Linked DNA regions of Pan troglodytes: region 2 is linked to region 1. The links are chromatin contacts, called in public capture Hi-C maps. All regions are on one chromosome and are shown on one strand. The core of a region is the stretch at or near the end of the contact, and the rest is flanking DNA. Distances in the headings are between cores, read along the strand shown. Region 1 overlaps PAX6 (paired box 6). Region 2 has its middle 83 kb from the start of RCN1.

The links. Capture Hi-C pulls out chosen DNA fragments and counts their contacts.
Region 2: a capture Hi-C map of stem cell-derived neural stem cells shows a contact between it and region 1, with 2.8 times the contacts expected there. The contact joins two enhancer-like sites. A contact is called at or near these places in 1 of 7 Hi-C or Micro-C datasets (stem cell-derived neural progenitor cells), 1 of 1 datasets of contacts at active chromatin or transcription factors (stem cell-derived excitatory neurons) and 1 of 1 other capture datasets (stem cell-derived neural stem cells).

Annotation. Positions count from the first base shown.
Region 1 is chr9:35,804,498-35,809,663 of NHGRI_mPanTro3-v2.0_pri, reverse strand. It overlaps PAX6 (paired box 6), which reads left to right. Exons shown (of 14, transcript XM_054662190.2): 3 at 3,238-3,314; 4 at 3,700-3,760. The coding sequence starts at 3,751. Among named protein-coding and RNA genes, the nearest start is that of PAX6, 10 kb to the left of the region's middle. Within about 2 kb of position 3,888, at least 6 of the 24 cell types and tissues checked have an H3K27ac peak or open chromatin away from gene starts, as enhancers often do. A contact at or near this core is called in stem cell-derived neural stem cells, where this site is marked.
Region 2 is chr9:36,170,871-36,175,534 of NHGRI_mPanTro3-v2.0_pri, reverse strand. No RefSeq gene overlaps it. Among named protein-coding and RNA genes, the nearest start is that of RCN1, 83 kb to the right of the region's middle. Within about 2 kb of position 2,799, at least 5 of the 24 cell types and tissues checked have an H3K27ac peak or open chromatin away from gene starts, as enhancers often do. A contact at or near this core is called in stem cell-derived neural stem cells, where this site is marked.

The DNA.
Region 1 (5,166 bases), core at 2,639-5,138:
GTAGAGGGAAGAGCGAGCTAGCGCGAGCCGGGAAGGAAGCCACCAGGCCAAGGCGGTGGAACGCGCGCTCCGAGGGAGCTCAGAGCCGAGCGGGAGGACTGTCAGCTTCCATCCAGCCCCCGGGCTCTTGCCCCCAACTCCACTGGAGCGCTGAGCTCGGAACTTGAAAATTCTCTGCTCCCCAGGCTTCCCCCGACTCTCATCTCCCTTGCCCTGCGGAGGCTGGGGCTCTTCCCTGTCCTCCGGCCCCCTGCGCTTGGTGGGTATTTTTCCTTGTTTTCCTCTGATCCAGTCGCACCAGGTGTTGGGATTTCAGCAAGTTTTGAGGTGCAGAGGTGGTTTGCTTTTTTGTTTGTTTTACTCCGAATCCCCTTATGTTTTTCTTGGTAAGGCCTTGAAAATAAATCTGTATGAAAGCATTGGCCTTCCCCCTCGTCTGATCACTTCTCCCGGCTAATTAGTCGGAGTAATTTGAGAGCTTTCGATTCTAAGATCCCAGGAGGAAAAGTGTCTTTTCAAAGTTCATAAAGTTGTTGCCTCTTTCCTTGTGCAGATTTTCTCAGTCTCCCTGCGCCATAATAGCCCTGAATTTTAGCAAGTGTAATTGGGGGAAATGGAGTTGAATTTCAAGTGGAAATGCTTTCTTTTTCGAGTGCTAAAACCTGGCTCTTCATTCATGAGCGATTTCTAGAAAGTTTAAAAACAAAGTGAACGTGGTTTCTTTCTTTCTTCCTTTTTACTTTTCTTATACTCTCCCAAGCTCCCTAAGCCATTTTGGACGTTTAACTCGAACTTGGGAAGGTTTTAGAAGGGGCTGGGAGCAGAAAATGAAATGAAAGGCAAAGAGCTTGAAAGCCTGGCGAGTTTACTGAAGAGAAATAATAGTTGTTGCGGTTGACATTACATTTTTTATAGCCAGTGACCTTTGCAAACGTCTGAAGGCAGTTTGATTAGTTGTTATCTTATTTGGCCCTAGAGAGTAAAACTTTGTCATCATAATTGCTAATTACTCTTTTGGCTGGGGGCGGGAGGACCGAGAGCTCTCCCCTTTACCCCAGTTAAAGAGTTTGGGGATGGAATTTGAGAATTAAGTAATTAAAAAAAGAACAGCATTTGAAAACTGAGGCTTGTGTTGGGGACAGAGAGGTGGGGGCAGTGACCACTCTCTTGTGGTCCAAAGCCGGGGCGACTCCAAAATGTCTGGAGACTCCTTCGTTCAGGATGTGGTTCTATGGCCCCAGCGAGGCCGTACAGAGCCTCGGGCTGAGCTGGGGGGCTCAGGCTGCAGTTGGGGGTCTGACCTCTCCGGTGCACAGGACTGCTTCCGGGTGTCGATGTGCCCCACTTCCCGGGTTGCTTCTGCACTTAGTGTTCACGTTTACTTAAGTAATTAGATAGCTTCTTAGCGAGAGGGAAGTGGGAATGGAGCAGAACTGGAATTTGAAATACTACCACCTTCCCAGCTGCTTCGAAAACTAATCAACGAGGCCTCTTTGTGCTCAGCTACTGAATTTTAAAAAAATGGTATCAAGAAGTTACAAGCCAGGATGGGAGCATTCTGTTGTGATTGTGCACAGCGTGGGTTACAAAGTGGAGTTCTGAAAGTTTTACCCCTCCTAGGGGAATTCCGTTCCCCATCTCCCCACCTACTACTCCTTTGCAGCTTCAGGGTCCTGCATTTGTTGGGGTGGGGTATTTTGCATTAGAGTTGAAGATTTTGCCCGTCCAGGGCATGGCTATGGGTGCCGGGACTGAGAGACAGGAAGGAAGCATTGGAGAGCCAACCTAGATAAGGGTAACTAGTAACCCTCTGCTGTGGCCAGTATTTACCCAATGCTGAGAAAAAGTCCTCATTTTCGGTTTATTTTTATGGATTTAAGCTGTCTACCAAGTAGTTAAAAAGTAGACCAGGAATAGCCTTGTAGAGTAAAATGTGCTTCTTGAAATTCTTTGCTTGCAGGCAGGCAGATCAATAATCACCATAGGTAAAACAGAAAAAATAATGCATTTAAAAAAAAAACAGAGAAATGATGCTGTGACTGTTTTGTTATTTTACCTCTTTTTGGGGGGCAGACCTCTTGAATGGGCTCTTTATTGTAACTCTCTCTTCCCAATTGAGCTCCCCACGGTGCCGTTGTATCTTTTTACAGCCCCTAACAACTCACACCAGTAACACAATTACCTCCAGATATTTACAACAAGAAATTACTTTTCTATTTCCTCCACTCACCCAAAAGACTTTTTTTTTTTTTTCCTTTGGGAAAGGTAGGGAGGTGTTCGTACGGGAGCAGCCTCGGGGAACCCTGCACTGGGTCAGGGCTTATGAAGCTAGAAGCGTCTCTCTGTTCCCTTTGTGAGTTGGTGGGTTGTTGGTACATTTGGTTGGAAGCTGTGTTGCTGGTTAGGGAGACTCGGTTTTGCTCCTTGGGTTCGAGGAAAGCTGGAGAATAGAAGCCATTGTTTGCCGTCTGTCGGCTTTGTCGACCACGCTCACCCCCTCCTGTTCGTACTTTTTAAAGCAGTGAGGCGAGGTAGACAGGGTGTGTCACAGTACAGTTAAAGGGGTGAAGATCTAAACGCCAAAAGAGAAGTTAATCACAATAAGTGAGGTTTCGGATAAAAAGTTGGGCTTGCCCCTTTCAAAGTCCCAGAAAGCTGGGAGGTAGATGGAGAGGGGGCCATTGGGAAGTTTTTTTGGTGTAGGGAGAGGAGCAGAAGATAAAGGGTAAGCAGAGTGTTGGGTTCTGGGGGTCTTGTGAAGTTCCTTAAGGAAGGAGGGAGTATGGCCCCGCAGCCCTCCCAAACTGCTCCAGCCTATGCTCTCCGGCACCAGGAAGTTCCAAGATTCCCTTCCCCTGGTCTCCAAACTTCAGGTATTCCTCTCCCCTCACACCCCCTCAACCTCAGCTCTTGGCCTCTACTCCTTACTCCACTGTTCCTCCTGTTTCCCCCTTCCCCTTTTCCTGGTTCTTTATATTTTTGCAAAGTGGGATCCGAACTTGCTAGATTTTCCAATTCTCCCAAGCCAGACCACAGCAGCCTCTTTTAAAGGATGGAGACTTCTGTGGCAGACGCCGCTGAAAATGTGGGTGTAATGCTGGGACTTAGAGTTTGATGACAGTTTGACTGAGCCCTAGATGCATGTATTTTTCCTGAGAGTGAGGCTCAGAGAGCCCATGGACGTATGCTGTTGAACCACAGCTTGATATACCTTTTTCTCCTTCTGTTTTGTCTTAGGGGGAAGACTTTAACTAGGGGTGCGCAGATGTGTGAGGCCTTTTATTGTGAGAGTGGACAGACATCCGAGATTTCAGGCAAGTTCTGTGGTGGCTGCTTTGGGCTCAAAACCCACAAACAGTCAAAACAAACTATTTCAGTATGCTTCTTCACTATAGTTCAGATAGAAGAAAAAAATCAAAATTGGGGCATCGCTTCTACTGATTAAAGGGTTAACTGCTAAAGAATGTAGGGGAAACAGATTGGGGTTATTCCAGTACTTTGTTTCAAGCCCCAAAGGGTAGATTTTGTATGCACTGCAGGGCAGAGCTGGGTGACCCTCAGATCGCCGCAAGCGGTTGAGTGGATCAATTCCTAAAGAACGGAGATTCTCCTGTCCTAGCCCCAGGTCCACCTCGGTTGGGAGTTCAGGCCTACCTGATGCAGCTGCCCGGGGATTAACTCCTATTTTCTTGCTAACAGAGCCCCATATTCGAGCCCCGTGGAATCCCGCGGCCCCCAGCCAGAGCCAGCATGCAGAACAGTAAGTGCCTCTGGTCTTTCTGGGACTTCGGGCTCGGGGTGCGCGGACCCGAGGGTCAGGGGAGGACACAAGGGCTCGCGACGCCCGCGCTGGCCCGGCCGCCGACCCACTGAGGCCCGGGGACCTGCGGCGGCTGCTCCCCCCTCCGCGCCCGGCAGCCCGGGAGGGGAGGGCGTTTGCTTGGCTTTTCTCCATACTGGAGAAGCAGGGGCTGGGCCCTTAAGAACAGCCCGCCCGAGTTTTCGAAGCTGCGGTAGAGAAACCCCATCCCCCCCAAATCCTGTAACTCACACCCCCTCCCGCCCCTGCCCCGGCTCTGACCCCGGAGAGAGGGGCTGGGCTGATCAGGGCGGGGCGAAGTCTTCTCCTAGTTGAGTGAGAAGGAGGCCCCTTTGGGCTTAGCCAAGACTGAAAGTCTCCACCAACCCAGCGGGGTTGGGGGCTTCTCTCCCCAAGTCACTCTCAGGGCAGCTCCTCCCCTCCTCACCCCACCTACGGGCCTAGAAGGGATGGGGAGAGGAGCCCCCAGGCCTGCAGCAGGGTAGGGGTGGTAAGCTCGCTGTTACAGGGCGCGGGAGAGAGCACGGTTTACTGGGTCTGGTAAGGAGGTGCCCAGGAATTGGAAAATCCCTGCCCTGGCAACTGCAATTGCTTGGGTCCTGATAGTCCCAGGCCCAGAGCGCTTTTGATACTTATGGCCCTTGTACCTCCCTGCTTTCCTCTGCCCAGACCCCGTGGGGTCCCACCCACCTTCCTGTTCGTGGTGGGTGCTGGTACGCGGCAGGGCTAGTCTAGAGCTCCGACCTGGGAGCCTGGAGGCCCAGCGAAACCAGGCCCGGTTTGAGGTTACGGTTGAGGCACACGGCGTCAGGGCTCAACTGAACTCGAAGTGTGGAAAGGCCCGGGTCTTCTAGCAGCCTGCCCTGGCCGAACCACAAAGGCTTAAGAAGGGTCCCCAGCACCTTATCCATCTGTTCTGGAAACGCCGGTCGCCCCCTGGTGCTTCCGGAGCTGGTAAGCGCGTAGCTGAGGAAGCGGCACAAAGGTGGCGAGCTTTGCGGGAGTAGTTGTGCAGAACCTGCCGGACCCCAGGGCTTGGCCGGTAGGCTCGCCTTCGGCGGCTGGGTTCTCCCCTTGGAGCTCAGACTCCCCAGCCGCAGGCTGTCTCTCGGGCGGGCCCCAGCCAGGGCGCGCAGCCCTGAGCGTTTGTCGCTGCGGCCCGGCTGGCAGGCCCCGAGGGGCGCGGGGTCGCGGGCCGGCCCGCAGGGCTTTGTGCCGCTCGTTCCCGGGTGTGCGCGAGGCGCGGAGCATCCAAATTGACACCATATGTTTTCCTATTAGTTGCTTCGCGGTCGAGTTCTAGGCGCATAATCATCGCCAGTGGGCGAGAGCGCCAGCAGTCCCTA
Region 2 (4,664 bases), core at 1,550-4,049, 370 kb before region 1:
TTTATTTGTGATTCCACTCTTGACAGTAGTATGCAGTAGAAAATAGCCCACATGGCTTTCAGGAAAAAACAAAACAAAACGTTGCCATCCTTCCTCTGGATAACTTTTCCATAAAATTTTCATTGTATGTGGGCGGGGGGAGCAGAAGCCTTGTGCTTCCTGAGAAAATCACTGACACGGTGCAGAGAAAAATATATAAAATAACACTTAACTCCTCTTTCCAGAAAGACATGTGAAAGCTATAATTGTACCTGCTGACTTTCCCTCTGGGCCTCTCTGGGGCTGGGGGTAGGGACTGTGGCTTTGCAACCTACCATACAGTGAATGTTTAGATCAGGAAGAATTGCCTAATGAAACCGGCAGAGTGAAGGGGAAGGTAGTGGGGAATCCTGCAGGAATACCAGCTCTGAATTAAAACAGGGCCTAGGCCCCATGAGCTGATCAGGGTGTTGCAACTCATGTCAGATCCAAACCTGCCAGCAAATCCCATTCTTGACGATGAGGACATTAGTCAGCTGGGGACAATTGTCTGTGGTCATTTTTGGCAATGTGACTGGTGGTAGAGATTGTTGGGAGATTCAAAAGGATTCTTACCAGTGGATCTATAGCTCATTTTTCATTTTTGTAGAATGGTTTTAAGAAATTTATACTTTTAGGTAGCTCTTAATTGTGTGTATGTGTGCATGCATGTTAGTGTGTGTAGGGGTGAGTCACGAAATGGACATAAGATACCACTTTTAAAGATAAGTAGCCATGAGTATCAGACAAGGAGAAAATGGGTGATATGACAAATGACATAGGAGTCATTGCAAGGAAAACTTAAAGAATACCAGGTTGCAAAAAAAATTGTGTTTAAAGAGGTGGGAGTCAGGCCAGGCATGGTGGCTCATGTCCGTAATCCCAGCACTTTGGGATGCCAAGGTGGGCAGATTGCTTGAGCCCAGGAGTTCGAGTTCAGCCTGGGCAAACAGGTTTCACCCTGTTTCTATAGAAAATACAAAAAATTAGCTGGGCATAGTGGCACATACCTGTAGTCCCAGCTACCCTGGGAGACTGAGGTAGGAGAATCACCTGGGCTGAGGCAGTCAGGCTGCTGTGAACCACCATTGTACCTCTGCACTCCAGCCTGGGTGACAGAATGAGACCCTGTCTCAAAAAAAAAAAAAAAAAAAAAAAGAAAAGAAAAGAAAAAAGAAAAGGGGCCAGGTGCAGTGGCTCACGCCTGTAATCCCAGCACTTTGGGAGGCCGAGGCAGGCAGATCACGAGGTCAGGAGATAGAGACCATCCTGGCTAACATGGTGAAACCCCGTCTCTACTAAAAATACAAAAAATTAGCTGGGTGTGGTGGCGGACGCCTGTAGCCCCAGCTACTTGGGAGGCTGAGGCAGGAGAATGGTGTGAACCTGGAAGGCGGAGGTTGTAGTGAGCCGAGATCGTACCACTGCACTCCAGCCTGGGCAACAGATCGAGACTCTGTCTCAAACAAAAAAAAAAAAAAAAAGGAAAGAAAAAAGAAAAGGAGGTGGACAGACGTTTTGAAGGGCATTGTTTGGCTGTCTTCTAATCTTCTTATTCATGTTTTCAGTAATAGCATGGGACTTCATTTTCAAAATACTTTTGATTGCTAATAGTTAATAGTGAATATTCCTCAAGGGCAGTGGTTTTCCAGCAATGGGGTAGGGACCAGAACCTGGAGGGTGTGGCCAAGGGGCTGGGGGCTCTGCCCCTGCTTCTACCAGAACGCTCTGCCTTTTTGGGGCTCCACTTAAGATCTAATTTGGAAAAGAGGGTTCCACTGCTAAAAGAGTAAAAGAGAGAGATAGAGGCAAATTTAAAACCTCTGGTTTAAGGCTGGCCTTGCTGGCTTATGCCTGTAATCTCAACACTTTGGGAAATTGAAGCAGGAACATCTCTCAAGCCCAGGAGTTCAAGACCAGCCTGGGCAACATAGGGAGATCCTGTGTCTACTAAATAAATAAATAAATAAATAAATAAATAAATAAATAAATAAAAATTAGCTGGGTGTGGTGGCAATCTCTTGTAGTCCCAGCTACTCAGGAGGCTGAGGTGGGATGATTGCTTGAGCCCTGGAGGTTGAGGCTGCAGGGAGCTGTGATCACACCACTGCACCCAGCCTGGGCAATAGAGTAAGACCCTGTTTCAATAAATAATAAGTAAATAATAAAATTAAACCTCTGGTTGACTGCCTTCTGGTTTACAGAGTTTTCCCATGATCTCACTTGGACCTCACAGAGACTTCATCGTCCCCAATCTCTGTTTTCAGAAGAGGAAGCAAAGTTCATCAAGATGAAGAAATATATTCCTTGTTACACAGTGAGTGGCAGAGCTTGGACTTGAGCCTGAGCCTTCAGAATCCAAATTCAGGACTCCTCCCTTACAGCAGGATAGAGTAGAGTGAGAACCTAAGATCAGACTTGAAGAGGGACCTGATGTGTGATGGCACCCTGGGTGACACAAGGAGAAGTCTCCAGGGAGAGGGTGGTGGTGATTGATTAGCCGGGTGGAGGGAGAAACCTGAGATTTAATAGGCAGGACAGCAGGAGGCAGCAGTGCCCCAGAAAGGGAAGAAACCATCGGAGCCTCCAGGGTCCTGATTGCCGGCCACAGCCCTCCCAGCCAGTCCTAGCCTCTGCATCTGGGACCAGGGATCCTGCCACTGGGCATCTCCTATCATTTTGGGATTGTCAGCCTCATTCCAGTTCTTCAGCAGGTAGGAAACTGAGTCACAGGGTACCTAAGCTGGCCAGGAATCAGCCCTGCAAATCTGAGGGCCCAGCCCACAGAGTCTCCCATGGCTTTCTGGCGAAACGATTGACATTATGGGAGTGAAATGGGAACAACTGTGGCCCATCAGCCCCGTGTGTTTAGGGACAGCCCCTCTGGGCAGCCTCCTTTCCAGAATCTCCCACGGATCCTTTGACCACAAAGCCGTGCACACGGTCATTTCATTCACTATTAATGTGCGCCCTTCCCTTGGCGTGGCTGGCTCTTTCTTAAAGTTAACCAGTAACTGGTCTTTTTGTTATCCGATTTCTGTGAGAGGAGCCCTGCCAACAATTCTCACCGAGGGAGCACTTCTGATTTTTGTTTCCTTTCTCTTTCGGGTCTGCGGAAAACCTTTCATGTCCCTTTGTGTCCTAGAGAACGGCACGCCGCCACCCAGAATGTGCCAGCCTACTTGGCTTTCCTCAGCACTGCGGACGGCGCTCTAAACCATTCCCCTAGCATCACATTCCTGACTTCAAACAGGCCAGGGAGGTTGAGAGCTCCTCGAATAAGTGGTACTTTCTGGAGATTCTCTTGGGAAGGAGTGACAGGCAGAGAGCAGGAATAATTACACTGAAAGTTTGTTATTTGCGTGCACAGTTTTCTTCCTTTGTGTGGAGTTTATTCCCGGAAGCCCAAAGAGGGGCTTGATAAACAGCAGAAAGCCTACGGAGCCAATTGGCTGGAAAAGAAATGACAATAAAAGTCGCACAGAATGAAGTCTTCTGTCAGCACCCATTTAAGTTAAACAGGTTTACAAGTTGCAGCAGAGAATTAACTGTTTGATTTGCTAGAAACCAAGAGAATTTTCAGCACTTGGAGTGAGAGAAAAAAAAAATTACTTTTAACTTAGGTCTTCAAACCTCCCTCCCCTCCAAAACCAGGACCTAATCGCAATGATTTTCCCATATGGGTCAAAGGGATCATTGGAAAGTCCAAAGGCAAGGCCCTCGGCCCTAAGGGTCTGTAATTTGCAGCCTAGGAGTACACTCTGTGATAGAAACCTCTCCATGTCATCTCTCCTAATTTGTGCGTGTAATTGACAGCTTGTTAACAGTTCATTAGGAACACTGAAACCCATGTGGCAAAAACAAATCTATCTAGCAGAGAGGATGTAGTCCCTTCTTCTGAAAGCCTGTTTATTAAAATTTTTGCTAGAAACAAAATAGCGTGGCAGGAAATAACCCACTGCATCCTTTCAAAACAAGAACTTTCAGTCCCTCTCTGCTAAACTTCTTGTCCTGGGACACAGTGTTGTCTGGCTGGGCTTTGATCGAGCAGAACAGGAACCCGTGGGCCTGTGAGGGGACATACTCAAAGGTCCTCGGGGCAGCGAAGGGAAGACTCATCCATCCATGAACACAGATCGGCCACTCTTTAAGGCTCGGAGGATTGGGACTTAACAATCCTGTGATCTTCCTGCCCTCCTACTCACTATTTCTCTAGGTCTCTGGAGGTCTTAAATATTGTCTCGGTGGAAGCTTCTGGTAAAACAACTTGCAATCTAATATAATATAATTTCTTATATTTCTCCCTGATTCCCCTGGGGAAAATTAATTGCCCCTTCCTCTCTGTGCCACAGCACTTCACACTTCCTTTCGTTATGTGTGGTCACGTGTGCTCTTGCTACTTAGATGTCTCTCTTGGCCAGAGCATCAGTGAGCTCGTGTATTTTCTCCACCTCTGAATCCTCCGCACTGGGCATTGTGCTTTTAGGCCATCTTTTAGCATCCCATTCATTCTCAACCACTCCCTCACCACCAACCCCTCACCTCAGTCCCAACCATCTAGGGGATTTATAGAGGAACACATGGACGAGTCTTCAGGCTGAGCTGTGTTGAAATAGGCAGGCTTCTACAAAATGCATTCAATCTCA